Linked DNA regions of Mus musculus: all the other regions are linked to region 1. The links are chromatin contacts, called in public Hi-C and HiChIP or PLAC-seq maps. All regions are on one chromosome and are shown on one strand. The core of a region is the stretch at or near the end of the contact, and the rest is flanking DNA. Distances in the headings are between cores, read along the strand shown. Region 1 holds the start of Exosc6 (exosome component 6). Region 2 overlaps Sf3b3 (splicing factor 3b, subunit 3). Region 3 holds the start of Glg1 (golgi apparatus protein 1). Region 4 overlaps Fcsk (fucose kinase).

What was found. Hi-C and Micro-C count contacts between places; a contact is called where the count stands out from the background. HiChIP or PLAC-seq counts read pairs in DNA pulled down with a chosen protein or histone mark.
Region 2: an H3K27ac HiChIP or PLAC-seq map of trophoblast stem cells shows a contact between it and region 1, with 6 times the contacts expected there. The contact joins the enhancer-like site here to the promoter of Exosc6 in region 1. A contact is called at or near these places in 17 of 39 promoter capture datasets (the 3T3-L1 cell line, the C10 cell line, the HPC-7 cell line and 11 more), 3 of 15 datasets of contacts at CTCF or cohesin (embryonic stem cells and stem cell-derived epiblast-like cells), 72 of 484 Hi-C or Micro-C datasets (the 63-12 cell line, B cells, the C2C12 cell line and 24 more), 20 of 115 datasets of contacts at active chromatin or transcription factors (the SCID.adh cell line, bone marrow-derived macrophages, embryonic forebrain and 12 more) and 5 of 9 other capture datasets (adipose tissue, embryonic stem cells, embryonic tail and 2 more).
Region 3: a contact with region 1 is called in a Hi-C map of uterus, with 3 times the contacts expected there. The contact joins the promoter of Glg1 here to the promoter of Exosc6 in region 1. A contact is called at or near these places in 6 of 484 Hi-C or Micro-C datasets (the HL-1 cell line, embryonic fibroblasts, embryonic stem cells and 1 more), 9 of 115 datasets of contacts at active chromatin or transcription factors (the SCID.adh cell line, double positive thymocytes, embryonic stem cells and 5 more) and 3 of 9 other capture datasets (adipose tissue, liver and pancreatic islet).
Region 4: a contact with region 1 is called in an H3K4me3 HiChIP or PLAC-seq map of the 230-238 cell line, with 4 times the contacts expected there. The contact joins the enhancer-like site here to the promoter of Exosc6 in region 1. A contact is called at or near these places in 13 of 39 promoter capture datasets (the 3T3-L1 cell line, the HPC-7 cell line, HPC-7-derived erythroid cells and 7 more), 1 of 15 datasets of contacts at CTCF or cohesin (large pre-B cells), 2 of 484 Hi-C or Micro-C datasets (the C3H10T1/2 cell line and ventral hippocampal neurons), 16 of 115 datasets of contacts at active chromatin or transcription factors (the 230-238 cell line, the SCID.adh cell line, bone marrow-derived macrophages and 8 more) and 5 of 9 other capture datasets (adipose tissue, embryonic stem cells, liver and 2 more).

What each region holds. Positions count from the first base shown.
Region 1 is chr8:111,054,174-111,057,937 of GRCm38.p6, forward strand. It overlaps Exosc6 (exosome component 6), which reads left to right and starts at 2,166. Exons shown (of 1, transcript NM_028274.4): 1 at 2,166-3,491. The coding sequence starts at 2,198. The coding sequence ends at 3,019. It overlaps Aars (alanyl-tRNA synthetase), which reads left to right. Exons shown (of 21, transcript NM_146217.4): 19 at 1-38; 20 at 336-449; 21 at 846-1,396. The coding sequence ends at 1,031.
Region 2 is chr8:110,823,318-110,827,081 of GRCm38.p6, forward strand. It overlaps Sf3b3 (splicing factor 3b, subunit 3), which reads right to left. Exons shown (of 26, transcript NM_133953.2): 12 at 2,778-2,929; 13 at 2,185-2,340; 14 at 848-1,003; 15 at 58-201. Among named protein-coding and RNA genes, the nearest start is that of Snord111, 13 kb to the right of the region's middle. Within about 2 kb of position 1,749, at least 28 of the 459 cell types and tissues checked have an H3K27ac peak or open chromatin away from gene starts, as enhancers often do. A contact at or near this core is called in the HL-1 cell line, bone marrow-derived macrophages, embryonic fibroblasts and 3 more, where this site is marked.
Region 3 is chr8:111,257,315-111,261,078 of GRCm38.p6, forward strand. Glg1 (golgi apparatus protein 1) reads right to left here and starts at 1,896. Exons shown (of 26, transcript NM_009149.3): 1 at 1,457-1,896. The coding sequence starts at 1,882.
Region 4 is chr8:110,881,964-110,885,727 of GRCm38.p6, forward strand. Fcsk (fucose kinase) reads right to left here. Exons shown (of 24, transcript NM_172283.3): 21 at 2,068-2,255; 22 at 1,878-1,977; 23 at 1,265-1,488; 24 at 493-1,123. The coding sequence ends at 1,004. Cog4 (component of oligomeric golgi complex 4) reads left to right here. Exons shown (of 19, transcript NM_133973.2): 19 at 1-271. Among named protein-coding and RNA genes, the nearest start is that of Fcsk, 19 kb to the right of the region's middle. Within about 2 kb of position 1,773, at least 12 of the 459 cell types and tissues checked have an H3K27ac peak or open chromatin away from gene starts, as enhancers often do. A contact at or near this core is called in the 230-238 cell line, where this site is marked.

The DNA.
Region 1 (3,764 bases), core at 916-3,415:
TGGTCATCCTGGAGATGGAGAGTGGAGCATCGGCCAAGGCAAGCCGCGAGGGCCGGGCTGCCCTCTAAATCTGGGCTGTGTGGTCACTTAAGGCCCACTGCTCAGTTCTAGAGTTAGGCTGAGCCCTGGAGAGATCCGGTGGCCAGAGAAGGAGGAGCTTCCTGGGGGTAGGAGGCCGACCTCAGCCAGGGTGTGGGCAGGGTCCTGCCACTGGTGGGCTCCTGGGAACAGCATCTGCTGGAAATGGGATGGTTCTCTGAGGGCTGAGTTCTCAGCTTCCCTTGTAGAAAGCAGGGCTCCCTTGCCAGTGACCTAACCTGAGGTTCTCCCCACAGGCCCTGAATGAAGCGTTGAAGCTTTTCAAGACGCATTCTCCTCAGACATCTGCCATGCTGTTCACGGTGGACAATGAGGCTGGCAAGATCACGTGCTTGTGCCAGGTTCCCCAGGTCAGAACTTCCCACAGTCCCAGTCTAAAAGCCTGCAAACCCGTATGCCAGTGGGAAACCCTGCCTGTGGCTCCTCAAGGAGGGCTTCTTCACAGCATTTGCCAAGACTGTTTGTGTGCACGCAGTCCTCACTAGAAACTGTTGATCTGTCTATCATTTGTCGCCTCCTGCGGCACCTTTACCCCTCGGGCTTTCTTTTGGTGAAAGACTTCACTCCTGGCTAATGCCTGGCTTTGCTCTCTGTCCTCACTTTGGCAGTAGCCATAGCTGCTCTCCTGTGCCAGCTATAGTGTTAGTCTGTGGTAGCATCACACATGATACAAATGGATGTTGGGGGCGCCTGCCATTCCCCCCTCAATCCCATTCTGACTACCATTTTCCCCTCCTATCTCCTAGAATGCAGCCAACCGGGGACTGAAAGCCAGCGAGTGGGTCCAGCAGGTTTCAGGCCTGATGGATGGTAAAGGCGGTGGCAAGGACATGTCCGCCCAGGCCACAGGCAAGAACGTGGGCTGCCTTCAGGAAGCACTGCAGCTGGCTACCTCCTTTGCCCAGCTCCGTCTGGGAGATGTGAAGAACTGATGGGAGGGAAGCCCTCTCGGGAAAGCAACTCGCCATCAACCAGACATGTCCGAAGGCGGGAATTCAGCCAGGAGCTCTCCTCCCGCCACGAAGACATTGGAGTCATGGGACCTCTCAGCAGCCCTGTCCGTCCTGATCCAGCGGTAATGGGAACACGCCTGGAGCTGTCCTGTGATTCATTGCCCCCCTCCATTACTGCTCTGAGCCCATTCATGTCAGCACCATCTGTCTAAAATCACTACCCAGGAATGCTTTTTAACGTCATGATCACATCTAGATGAGGTCACTCTGCCAGCCTGAGGCTTTAGGTCTGCAGAGGAAGGAAGCCTTTTCTCTGCAGAAAATAAAAAGGACCATGTGCAATACTTGGTGATGTCATGCGCTCTGCTTCTTGTCCTGAGGTGAGCCCTGGCTCCTGTATATCTGTTACGGTTCCAGCCTGTTTCTGGTTGATGGTATCACCGAATAGACTCCCAGACTCCTGAAAGTTCAGGAAATTCAATAGAAGGGTGGAGGAAAATAATTCTGAGTTGCTTCCAGTGGAGAACCACTGTTCTTAGTCTCTTAGGACAACCTCCACCATGCCTGTCCACATGCCTGTTTGAGGCTGCTGATATGAGGTCAGACAACTGATATAGGCAGTATGAACATGTAGGTGTGTCCTACTAACTGCCCCACCCCTACTGCTTTAACCTAAAGTAGGTTCAAGACCCTGGCCCAGCCCTAAAATGCAATTTGTATGAATCTACAAACAGCAGGGTCTGGAAGCAGAGATACTGTCTGCTTATGACAGTTCCTCAGAGTGTTAGAAATATCTAGTTGTACAAAGAGAGATACCGTCCATTTATTAAACAAGTGTTGAAGCAGCCAGAGGACTAATTGCACGAGTAAACAAAAACCTCTCACCTTGGGCAAGCTTATGTGAAACAGTCTGAATGCAAACTTCTAGGAATAACAACAGATCCGTTCCTTAGGACTAGCTAAAGTACCAGCATAGGAGTCCAGCTATACCTCGCCGTTCTTCCTCCACTCCGCTAGGTGGCAGCGCGCACACCTACCGCTCTCCCGATAGGCTCTGCGCGGGCGCGCATCTTTAAGCGAGCGGAAGAGCCGGGTGCGCAAGGGCAGCCCAGCAGGCGGAAGTAGCTCGCACGCCGGTAGCCGCCATGCCGGGAGACCATCGCCGCATCCGCGGGCCGGAGGAGTCTCAGCCGCCGCAGCTGTACGCGGCCGAAGACGACGAGACGCCCGCTGCTCGCGACCCGACGCGGCTCCGCCCGGTGTACGCGCGCGCCGGGCTGCTGAGCCAGGCCAAGGGCTCCGCCTACCTGGAGGCGGGCGGGACCAAGGTGCTGTGCGCCGTGTCCGGTCCGCGGCAGGCCGAGGGCGGCGAGCGCGGCAGCGGCCCTGCGGGAGCGGGCGGGGAAGCTCCCGCTGCCCTCCGGGGTCGCCTGCTCTGCGATTTCCGCCGCGCTCCCTTCTCCGGTCGCCGGCGTCGCGCGCCCCAGGGCGGCGGCGGGGAGGATCGCGAGCTGGGACTGGCGCTACAGGAGGCTCTGGAGCCCGCCGTGCGCCTGGGGCGCTACCCGCGTGCTCAGCTCGAGGTGTCGGCGCTGCTGCTGGAGGACGGCGGCTGTGCGCTGGCCGCGGCGCTCACCGCGGCCGCGCTCGCCCTGGCCGACGCGGGAGTGGAGATGTACGATCTGGTGGTGGGCTGCGGCCTGAGCCTCACCCCGGGACCCTCCCCGACCTGGCTGCTGGACCCCACGCGGCTGGAGGAGGAGCACTCCGCGGCCGGTCTCACGGTGGCCCTCATGCCTGTGCTCAATCAGGTGGCCGGGTTACTGGGCAGTGGGGAAGGCGGGCAGACTGAGAGTTGGACCGATGCTGTGCGCCTGGGCCTGGAGGGCTGCCAGCGCCTCTACCCAGTGCTGCAGCAGTGTTTGGTGCGGGCTGCCCGCCGGAGGGGTGCCGCCGCCCCACCCTGATTGGAAAAAACCGGAGCGACGAGGATTCGAGGACTGCTATCGCCCTTCTCTCCCTAAAGGACCAAGCGCTGATGGTCGCCTGACTCCGCAGAGCTGAGAAACGAAGAGTGGGGCAGTTGGGCGCACAGAACCAAAGCACTGGACAGCTCTGTTGGAAAGGTTTAAAAGGCCGTTGGAAACACGATCCAGTTGGAGAGATTTGAAAGCAGCCATACTCCCAAGTTGGAAAGGACTTGGGCTGGATTTACCTAGTAAATGAGATAAGGGGCTATGGTCTTGTAGGAGATGGACCCAGTGCAGGCCAGCCATTGGCTCCAATACATAATAAACTGATTCTTTTGAGAGGATGGACCAGGGGACTTTGCCTTCTCACTACTCAGAGTAAAACATAAAAACTATTTTATGACTGGAAATACATCTGTTGTGTTTTTTCTTGATACTAGAGTTAGAAACAATGCTGTTCTGAACTGGGTGTGTGTTGAGTCTGTGTTTTCAAGGGCTCCGAGTCATTACTGCCTTAAGTGTTCATATTAGCCCACTGTAACTAAGAAGGGGTGATGTGCTTTGTAGGAGAAACCTCGTGCCCTGGAGCATTGTCTGGGGCAGCTGCTGAGGTGATAAGTCTGAGGAGACTCCAGGACAGCCAGGGCTACACACAGAAACCCCTGTTTTTTGGGGGTGGGGGGAGGGAACTGGAGAGAGTTAAAAGAAGTTCTGGTGCCCCCCTATCCTTTCCTTTAGGACA
Region 2 (3,764 bases), core at 499-2,998, 230 kb before region 1:
CAGGCTGATAGATACCAAAGAAGGCCTTACACCAATGTGAGCCCCTGGACATCTTACCTGTAGTCCAATGTTCAGGTACAGGAAGCCAATAGAGCCTCTCTCACCCAGCTCATCTTGTTTCTCAGTCCCACCCATTTCCACAATACATAGAGACTCAGGCTGGGCTGGGAGAGCCTGCATACTCAGAGGCTGTAAACAGTCCTAAGGAACAGAAGTGGGGAGGAAAAATTGCTGTAAGAGACAATTCTGGAAAACACATACTCACAGAAATCTGCTAGGATTGAAGGAGGATCTTTGTTGAGGAAAATGGAAACCCCAAAAGAAAACTGAGACAGTAGATGCTTATTAAATCTAAATCTCAGAGTAAGTTTTGGGGAGCTCTTGTTTATTTCTGTCAAAGTGGATAATGGTCAAAGTAAGAAAGTCATATTAGGCCCTATAATAAGTAAAATTCCTTTTTAATCACCAGTCTTAGGATTTTAAACTGAAGGCAAGGCTCCAGTGGTTTAAAGAACTTGTTGCTCTCCCAGGATCTACATGTTGGCTTGGATACTTCCTGATACAAACATGCAAGCAAAACATGAACAACATAGATAGAATCTAAAACACTACAAAAGGGATTCAAGTCTTTTGAGGAAGAAACACATAGTAGCCACAGATCAACATCCTTAAACATCCCGAGGTGTGCTATGGGAATCAAAGGCGGCAGCAGCATACACCTCACCACACTGGGTGCTTAGGATCTCACTGCTGGACAAGATGGGGGAGAGGAGAGAAAAACAATAGACACAGATTTTAGGGAGCCAGGTGCTTAGGGCCCACCCAGAAGACTAAGAATGCCACTCACTGATGGGTCGAGGGAGATGATTCTGACAGTGTTGTCCACCAGCCCCACAGCCAGGAACCGAGATCGCTGTTCTCCAGGGGGCACGTTGGCCAGACTCATGCACACCACATCTGCTGACATCTCTTTCCGCTCCGTGTACTCATTCAACTGTCCTGACTACAGGAAGAAAAACAAAATAGGTCTGTGTGCTACAATTCACCCTGTAGCTCTGGACTATGTATGAAAGGAAGATGGGCTGTTAAGACTTTTTTTAAATTTAATTTTATTTTTGCCTCCTCTCACCCCTCTTTTTGCTTCTGAGATGGGGTTTCATGTAACTATTATTAGCTACGTTCAAGGATGAACCTGAGACCATGGCCTCCTCTGAGTTCTGAGATTACAAAGGGTCTGAACACACCCTGTTTATACAGTGCTAGAGATCTATCAACTGAGCAACACTGCTAACACTGTTTTATATCTCACTCCACTTTTTAGTAAGTCAGTGACCAAGAATCTCACCATTTCAGATCCCAAAATCAACTTCACAGGTTAGTGCCCCAGAGGGAAAGAAAAAAAGCAGGATGTAGCATAAATATACACTATCCTAGACCAAGAAACAAATATATAAAGCCATTTATCTGTTCTCATCATGAGAACCCTGAACAAAGCCAGCTGTGGTAATGCAAGACTATAATTCTAGCACATGGGAAACAGAAAGGGAGACAGAAGAACAGGGTCAAGGCCAATCTAGTCTACATGAGACCATCTCAAAAACAAAACCCTTTCCTAATACACCAAAGCCAATTCAAACACAGTCAAAACAACAACAAAAATGTCAAGTCTACTAGAGATTTCTGTAGAAGGTAAGTTCTGGATACATTTTCATATAAAATAGCAAAATCAGGAATAGTAACTCATGACTAATCACAGCACTTGTGAAGTTGAGACAGGAAGACTGCTGTGAGTCACCAGCCTAGAATTCTACATTAGACTGTATCTCAAAACAAAACAAAACAAAAAACAAAAAAAGAGAAACGAGACAGAAGAAAATAAAAGAATTCTTTACCAAATATTCACTAGAAGATGAGGATGAGGTACAAAACAAGCTATTTGGCTTTCAAGAGATTTCACATCTGTAATCTGAATTAGATTTCCTAGTTTTTGTCCTTAATCTTTAAAAAAGGGGCCAAACTGTCTTGTTTGTGGACACTTCAGAGTCCCAATTCTCTTTCTTGTGAATCCATGCATGCTTAAGATACATACACTGACAACACTGCCTAAGCACAACAACAGAACCCCACCCCAAGGACCATAATGGAAGATAACACAGGGCCAGCAGAACAAAACAAGTAACATACAGGATCCATCTCGAAATAGACCAGCTCTCCCCCAGTCAGGGCGATCACCACTTGTCGCTGGTTCACTGCACACTTCACAATCGTTTTCTTGCCGGGAGTCTTCCACTCATTAACTCTTTTATCTGCTCGTATGTGTCGGATGCCATCTGGATACACCTAGAAGTCAGTCAAAGAAGAACATCTAACTAGCAATCTGATTGTCACCCAGAATGGCCCTCACACTGGCACACTGGGACCACACAAATGAGGCACTGCTTGTTTTTGAAATGTTCATGCTTTGCCACCTCAGTTGAGAAAGGTCCCAAGCCCACATGTTAATGATAAAGATGAGAAAAGCAGTGATAGGGAATGACCAACAGGGAGGAAATGTTAGGCTTCAAATTTTCCTAACTGCCGAGTTATTCAAAGCCTGAAAGGGATGAATTCTCAGTACCCCTTTTTATGTTGATAAGACATTAGACCCTCCCCTCAGGTTTTCTGGAAGGTGAGAATGAAGAAACATGAATTCAAGCACACCACAAAACAAGAGAAGGATGGGCAAAGGATGGGCAAAGGACGGACGGCCAAGGCACGCTGAGGAGGTGCACGCTCACCTGCACCAGTGCATCATCTCCTAACAAGGAGCAGGACAAGGTTGGAGTGGTGCCCAAGAAGCCAGAGTCAGTCACTTCTTCCACAGTCTCTCCGATAGATAGCACAAGTGTGGCATTCACGAAAGACACAATGATGTAGGCATCAAACTCATCTGGAAAAAAGAAAACAGAGGAGCTGTTAGGAAAAATTCAAATTTACTAGCATTAGAAAGGCAGTTGAGACACAACAGTTTTAGAAACCTTTCACAACACTTCTATGTGCAGTCACTACACACATGCACACACAAAACAGAATGTTCAAAAGACGATTGGCTGTCCTAGCAACCTACAAGTAAATGCCCAAACACGCTGAGTATAAATGTCTGAAGACTAGTATTTCCTTCAGGTATTTGGAAAAGAGACGATAAAAATAAAATAATAATAATAAAACATATAAGAAAACCTTAAGTAACTGTGTGAAAAACTAGAGCAAATCTATTTGTGCCAATTGCTGACTGACTGATGGGGTATTATGTAGCCCAGGCTGGACTCAAACTCAATATACAGCCAAAGATGACTTTGAACTTCTGACTCTACTTTCCTTAGCACTAGAACTATACATAGGTGTGCCACCATGCCTGGCTTATGATGTGCTGGAGATTGGAACTGAGTTTCCTGCATGACAGGCAGCTGAGTTAATCCTGCCTGATTCCAACCCACTTAAGGGACATTTTAAGAGAAGAGATCAGCCAGGCGTGGTGGGGTACTCTGTGAATCTGAGCACTCAGGAGGCAGAAAAAAGTGGATCTCCAAGTTTGAGGACACCAAGGCTATGTCTCAAAACAAACAGACAAAAAAACCTCACCAAAACAACAACAAAAACACCCCCCAAAAAAACCAAAAAGATACCCAAGCACTAACTTCTTCTAAAGGGAGCGAATGCAAACATATATATATATATAATCTTTAGTGAAGAAAATGACTACTTGAGGGTTGAACATGTTTGGT
Region 3 (3,764 bases), core at 646-3,145, 200 kb after region 1:
GCTATATCTACTTTCCAATCTTCAAGCTATACATGTGACCCACGTAAGGTTCCACATTTCTGGTAGCTCTGGAAACTTTCTGGCTCTTGATTTTGTATGTCTTTTCCTCTTATGACTTTGGTTTTTTTAAGTCCTATTGTTACCCTGGCTGGTCTGGAACTCTCTACTTTGACTAGGCTATAGTCTCAAATTCAGAGAGAGATCTGCCAGCCTCTTCCTCTCAAGTTCCAGAATTAACAGGATGTGCCATAAAAAAAAAGGGCCTTACCTTTGCATAACACTAAAGCAAGACTAGCAAATGTCTATAAACCAGTGGTCACATCATGGCCTTGAACAATCCTGAAGATACAGTATTCCAAATGAGATGGCCAAATAGCAATTTTCTACTTGCCAGATTTTGGGAGTAATCTTGTTTATCTAAACCTTTGAAAACAAATATTTCTACCAATATGCTCACGTCTGCAGCATCAAATATAGAAAAGAAGTTGTCAATGTTTTTTAACTGGAGCACACCAAGTAATATAAGCTCTAGAAGAACTCACTAAGGTACTGTTAAAATTATTTCAAACTAGATGAAGTGGTTCAGCCAGATGCGGAAGGATGCCTCTCATAGGCGGCCAACCTGGGCTACAAGCAGATCCGGTCTCAAAAACAACTATCTTAAGACTTCAGAAAGACCCCACTACAGACCACAAACACCTTATATTTATTATATAGCATCAAATGCTGCCTGCAACTTTCTCAGACTTTATAGGGTTCCAAGGGACATGAAGGAACAGCCTAAAAAATGAGGTCCTTTACAAACTGACCACAGGAAGTGAAGACAAAAAAAAAAAAAAAAAAAAAAGCATAGTTTCAGCACCAGGTAAATAGTAAAGATTTACCAATTAAAAAAGAATGTGGTAGAAACAGTAAATTCGGCTTTTGACTACATTCACACCAGAAGAGAACCCAGGTTAGCTCACCAAGCGCCTACTGCTAAATAAACAGCAGATCGATCTTTAGCAGTTTAAATGTACCGATTTTTTTTTCCACGTTGAAATCCATTGCTACAAACTGGCGAGGTCGAAACGGATAGCAAACAAATCCTAAACTGGTTTTCCGGCGAGGAACCGCTCTGCATAGAGCATCACACAAAAGACAGGAGCGCAAACAGAAAACACGCTCCTTAGGCCTGCGCCTACTGAGGCCGTGAGCCGAGGTCCTGATCCCAGAACACCGCGACGACAGGGAGCGAACTAGGGGACCGGAGGAGGAAGGATCGGGGTGGGATCCGCTTGCCCGAACGCACCCGGGAGTGAGGGGCAGGAAAGAGAGAGGCGCGAGCACAGCCCTGAAGGAAAAGAGCAGAGGGAAGCTGCTGCTGCAGCCCGGCATCCGCGGCTTCCAGGCCGGCGACACCCTCCGGCCCGCACCAGGCTCGGCCCTCCTCCCCAGGCTCGTCCCACCTCCTCACCTCCCTCACGTCCTGCAGGCACTCGAGCACCGCCAGGTTGTTGCTCCAGGTGTGTTTGGGGCACACACGGGTCACGTCCTCCCGGCAGGACTCTTCCTCCGCCAGCTTCCAGCCTCCGCCAGTCCCACCGGGCCCCGCTCCGCCCCGCCGGGCCGGGAGCCCGCCCGCCGCGAAAAGCGACTGCTGCTGTTGCTGCTGCTGCTGCTGAGGCGGCGGCTGCTGCTGCTGCTGCGATAACTGAGGCTGCTGAGGCGGCTGTTGGCCGGCCGGGCTGCCGCCTCCACCTTGCCCTGGGAAGGGCCCAAAGTTGGTCCCCGGACCCTGGCCCTGACCGTGACCATTCTGGGCCCCTGCTGCCGCGAGCAGCAGCAGCGGCAACGCCGCCGACAAGCGGAACATCCCCCGTACACGTCCACACACCGCCATCTTGGGTTCGCGGCGAGCTCGACGCACCCGCCGGCGACGTGTATTTAAATGAGGGGGCGGAGCCGCGGGCGTGGGCTGGCGTGGCTCCTCCCCAGCGGGCGGTAGACTCGGGAGTCCGCGGCGGAGTGAAAAGCAGCGGAGGTTGCGCTGCGAAGGAAGGGCCCACGCCCTGGACCCGGCTGGCGGGAAAGTGGATAGCCTTCCCGGAGGAACTGTTGGAGCTGCTGAGAAAACCTGCGTAGGGGCACCGTGGTATAAATCTCTCGATTGTTGACACGGAAGAGAAAAAAGAGAAGTGAATTTGGACTGACACAACTAAGATGGCCGGTGGAATATTTCGCCAGTTCGGTGACTCACGGTGGGTGGAGGAGGAAGGGTTAAAAACTTTGTTGTGTGTAGATGAACTTCAAAACCGAATGTATTCCGGTATCTGAGAGCCTCATTTTGTGTCTGACCTGTATTTCTTACCTAGAGAAGCAGGCGACAATTCGATGAATGTTAAGCGTACATAGGTTATAATCCTTGCTCATGGGCCTTCAAGATGATCGCTCAAATGTAAAGTAAAACTGTGAACTTTTAGAATAAAAACAGGGAGAGGCTGGGGGTGTAGGGGTCAGTTGGTAGAGTGTACAAAGACATGGATTTGATACCCTTCATCTCATAACCCGGCATATGCCTGTGATCCTAGCTTTCAGGAGGTGAAAGCAGGAAGGTTGAAGCCAACCTAAGACTGTTTCGAGAAGAAGAAGAAAAAAGTAACAAAATCAAGGAAACTACCTGGCCTGTAACTTGAAGTCCCAAAAGTTATAGTCAATATTAAACACAACACGAGGGCCTTTGCTTGGACATCTTCTTTAAGAACCAGGACTTAGGGACTGGCAAGATGGCTCTGGTAAGAGCACTGACTGACAGTCCTGAGTTCAAATCCCATCAACCACATGGTGGCTCACAACTATATGCAATGAGATCTGATGCCCTCTTCTGGTGTGTCTAAAGACAACTACAGTGCACTTACATATAACAATAAATAAATCAAAACAAACAAACAAAAAACAGGACTTAGACTCCCCCTACTTCCATTTTTGAAACAAAGTCTCACTGTTGGCCCCTGGCTGACCCAAAACTCACTATGTAGATAGACCAGGCTGCTCTCCAACTCACAGAGACCTCCCTTCCCCCGCCCCGGCCCCCTGTGAACCACAGGTCCAGCCTGTGTCAGCAAATTGTATTGCTGACCTGTACGCAACATCTTCAACATTGCTTTACTACACACTAGTGACCCCTCCTTGGGTTGAGAGCGTCACACTTGGCTTCACACAAGGTGTCAACTAAGCCAGCATGACAAAGGTTAGGTTCTAATTCAATTGAGAAAAACTTTGTACAGAGGGGATATATTAATGGTTCCGTACCAAGAGATTAAATGAACCTCCCAGGATGAACTCTGCCAGTCTGCAGTCAGTTTCCAACTAGAATCCTTGAATCTTCCCACCACTCTGGGACACTTCTATCCCACTCTGACCATTCAGCATGTTGGTGGTAAATGAAGACAACTTGAGACAAAAATCTCTACTGGTCAGTATTTTCTGACCATTTAAAAACACAGGGAGCCGGGCGTGGTGGCGCACGCCTTTAATCCCAGCACTTGGGAGGCAGAGGCAGGTGAATTTCTGAGTTCGAGGCCAGCCTGGTCTACAGAGTGAGTTCCAGGACAGCCAGGGCTACACAGAGAAACCCTGTCTTAAAAAACCAAAAACAAAAAAAAAAAAACAAAAAACAACAACAACAACAAAACCACACAGGGAAACAAAAGGATGGAGAGCTGGGAAGATTGCTCTTCCAGAGGACTTGAATTTGATCCCCAGCACCCAGTGGGAGCTAAAAA
Region 4 (3,764 bases), core at 523-3,022, 170 kb before region 1:
GCTACACCACTGCATGGAAACCAGGAAGCAAGGAGTGCACTCACTGCAAAGTTCTTCCCAGGAGCAGTTACGGCTGGAGGCTAAAAGGGAGAGCTTTTCCAACAGAGAGGTGGGGACTAAGTGGGCAGCATATGCCTGGCCATCTGTTACTCTCTCGCCCGCACACTACAACACACATGCCCATGACAGCAGGGAGGTTGGAGGTACCTGGGGACTTAACGGCAAGGCTATGATGTTCACAAATAAAGACACTACCTGGAGACATGCCATTGTGTTGGGTCCAGGAAGGGTTGGTTGCTTGGACAAGGCCATTCCACTAGTGGCCTGCAGTCAAGTCTCCCCCCATCTAGTCACCTAACAGCAGGAACCCTCATCCAGTCCTGGACTTCAACCCTTTCTTGGGCTTTCAGCACCAGGGGCTGGATCAATCCAGGTATAGCAGCTTCCCACAATGCCAGAAGTAGGAATTTCTCCCAGCAAAAAAACAGTTTTCTGAAGACAAACTTGAAAATTAGAATTTATTCCAAGGATGCGGGTGTTGAGAACCCACTACCCCCAGGTTCCTTTGACACTGTAGTGTTGTTAGAAAGGCTTAGGTTATCAAAAGCTTGCTGTAGACTGTGGCAGAGAGTGGTTCACTACCACAGACCTGAGAACACACCTTCACTCTTCCCTGGCCCCTGCTGTAGAATCAGAGTTGGTATGGGAATGCCTGAAAGTCTATCTTTAGAGTTGGTCTGATTGTCATCCTTTGCAGGGCCCTAGGAGGCCTACACTGGGCCATGGAATTTGTAGAGTGCACATGAGACACTGTGACTAAGACCTCCCTTAATCCAGATGAGATAGAGGCCAAGTCTCAGCCACTGCCCACCATGAAGCACAGTACTGTTTGCAAACACTGCCTCTTCTGTCCAAGTCTTGCTTCCTTCCTTAGCAGCAGACTTGAAGAGGTAGGTAAGGGATAACAAAGTGAGCCCCACTGAAGGGACGCGCAGCTGCAGCTCTAGGTGGTGCCCACTTCAGAGGGCCCGGCCCCACAAAGACGGGTGTCGTGTCCCAGCAGCTGCAGGCTCAGGCCCTGAGGATCCACTTCCACCAGGTGGACACTGTAGTTGCCAAGGCCCTGGGTGGGACAGAAGGTGTTGAGAGCTTAAACATTCCCAGGCCTTTTGGACTGATACGGGGCCAGGAGGACCATGATTTGGTGGGCCACAGTTGGGTTATTTCACTCCAACCAACTTCCAACCATTATACCAGCACATACCTCAGCCTTGGCCAGGACAGCTTCCAGAGTCTCTTTCTGCCGGGGTTCCTTGGTCAATAGATAGAGAAAGCCCCCACCACCTGCCCCTGCCAGGCTTTGGCCATACGCATACGGGGCCAGGACATCCATCATTCGCTGCACGGCCAGCGGCTCGCAGCCTGGGGCCATAAGCTTCTTCTGCTCCCAGTATGAGGTCAGGTACTGTCCCAGCAGAGGCAGGTTTCCTGGGGTTAGGAGAGGGGATGGTTTGCCTGGGCCAGATTCTCCGGTGGTAACTTTTGCAGAGGGAAGGAAGGGAGTGTCAAAAGGCATGACTTCAACTGCACAAGGTTGCGGGCACAGCACGGAGCAGCCAGCATGGTGCCCAGCCAGTGTTCTATAGCCTCATCATTGGGGCTTAAGCAGCCCCCACTTCCCTGCAACTCAGTCAGGGCAGAGCCTCTTCCTCCTGTTTCCTGGTAACTAGGATCAGAGGGCTATTCCCATGAGACAAGTTCTATACTGAGATAGGGCTCCACAAGGAGAAAACACAAGGAGATCCCCAAGGACCTAATGTGTGGGGTTGTGTCTGGCCTGAGGCAAGAGTTACCTCTGAACCGATAAACAAGCTCACCTTGGCGGAAAGCTTCAGCGCACTTCTCGGTCTGTCGCACCAGTCTGCGGGCATTCTGTACCACAACGGGCAACCGAGCGTACCAGTTCCTCAGCACGTCCTGCAGGCGGGACACGGACGGTGCCATGAGAATCAGCTCCAGCCAAGGCCAGCCAGGAAACTGCCTTCCTTAGTCAGGGGCTGAGCTCACCTGCAGCAGATTCCGGGCCAATCGGGTCTTGCCGGTATAAACCAGGAGCAGATGGTCATTGATCTTCTGGACAAAGCCCTCAGGCACAGTGATTTCCTCCACCTCCACCTTGAGGGGCAGCTGGGCCCGGGAGCGCCCCACTTTGATGCCAGGCATTAGGCCACTGACTTGGTCCTGCCAGCCACCTCCTATGAACCCAAAGTCCTGTCACTGTTGGAACCTAAGTGACCCAACCTCACCCAGCCTTGTTTCATGGCCCTGAATCTCTAACTGGAACCAGAATGGGAATAAGCTTGTCCCAGTCCCAACTCTAGCTGAGACGAGTAAGCCACGACAGCAGGCCAGTCCCAGAAAGGGACAGTTTTGTTGCAGGTTAATCATGTAATTAGAATTGGCACAAGACACATCAGAAGTTAGACTTCACGTAATCTGCCAGTACCCGGACAATCTGTCTTCTAAGAGTCCTTGAAAAATAAGTTCATAGAAGCAAAAAGATGGCTTAGTAACTGAAAGTTCTTACTGCTTTTGCAGAAGACCAGCAGGTGGTTTCCAGAACCTACATCTGGCAGCTCACAACCACCTGAAACTCCAGCACGGGGGGATTAAATACCTTCTGGCCTCCATATCTCCTTATGGGTCCATGTACACATACCCATAAGGAGATACACATATAGAAAAATGTCTTTTTAAGAAAAAGCACAAAACACACACATATATAAAATAAGAAACCTAAAAATAAAAGTCAGGTAGCTGTGGCAGACACCTTTAATCCCAGCACTTGGGAGGCAGAGGCAGGCAGATTTCTGTGATCTCAAGACCAGCCTGGTCTACAGAGTGAGTTTCAGGACAGCTAGGGCTACATAGTAAGACTCTATCTTGAAAAAAGCATTGGTGTGTGTAGGTATGTGCTCACGAACGCAGTACCCAGAGAGGGTCAGATCCCTTGAAGCTGGATTTACAGGTGGCTATGAGCTAGGAACTCTCCAGCCCCTCCGCCACCTGGAGGTCACCAATTAGCTACACTGGCTGGCCACTGGGCCCTGCGAACTCCTTTTGCACACCTAGTACAGGGTTTATACACACATAATTTCACACCTAGACTTTTGTACTGGTTAGTGCTGGGGATCTAAGGTCAGGTCCTCATGTTTGCACAGCAAGCGCTTTACCCACCAAGCTCTCTCTCTAACTTTCAGTCCCTCGGTAGTTAAGAATCTAAAGTACAGAATGAGGATGGAGAGAGAGTGCAGAAAATACCAAGAACTCGACTATACCCTTCTTCAGAGCGCTCTAGTGGCTACTGATGAGTGCCTATGTTCCTTATATCCCATGACTTTTGAGATCAAAGACATGTTTTTGCTCATTTCGTCCCTAGGCCCCAATAAAGTTATCAATAAATGTCAGTTGACCAAATGAACTCGAATGGTCTCAAAAGGACACTGAAAGCATAGCTAACTTTTGCTTATGTACTGCCTACTATAGGATTTGGGTCAACACAAAGGCAGGGCTTCAGAGGAACTGGAGGAGACCCTGTGGTCAGGTGCCCATACATCAGGGGGACTGGAGGAGACCCTGCGATCAGGTATTCGTGCATCTTTGAGGCAGTTTCCTTCAAACTATACCAGAGATGAGACCTCCTGGGTGAACAAAACGGTCTGAGATCTAGGACCAAACAAATGCGTGGCTGCTTTACATTATGC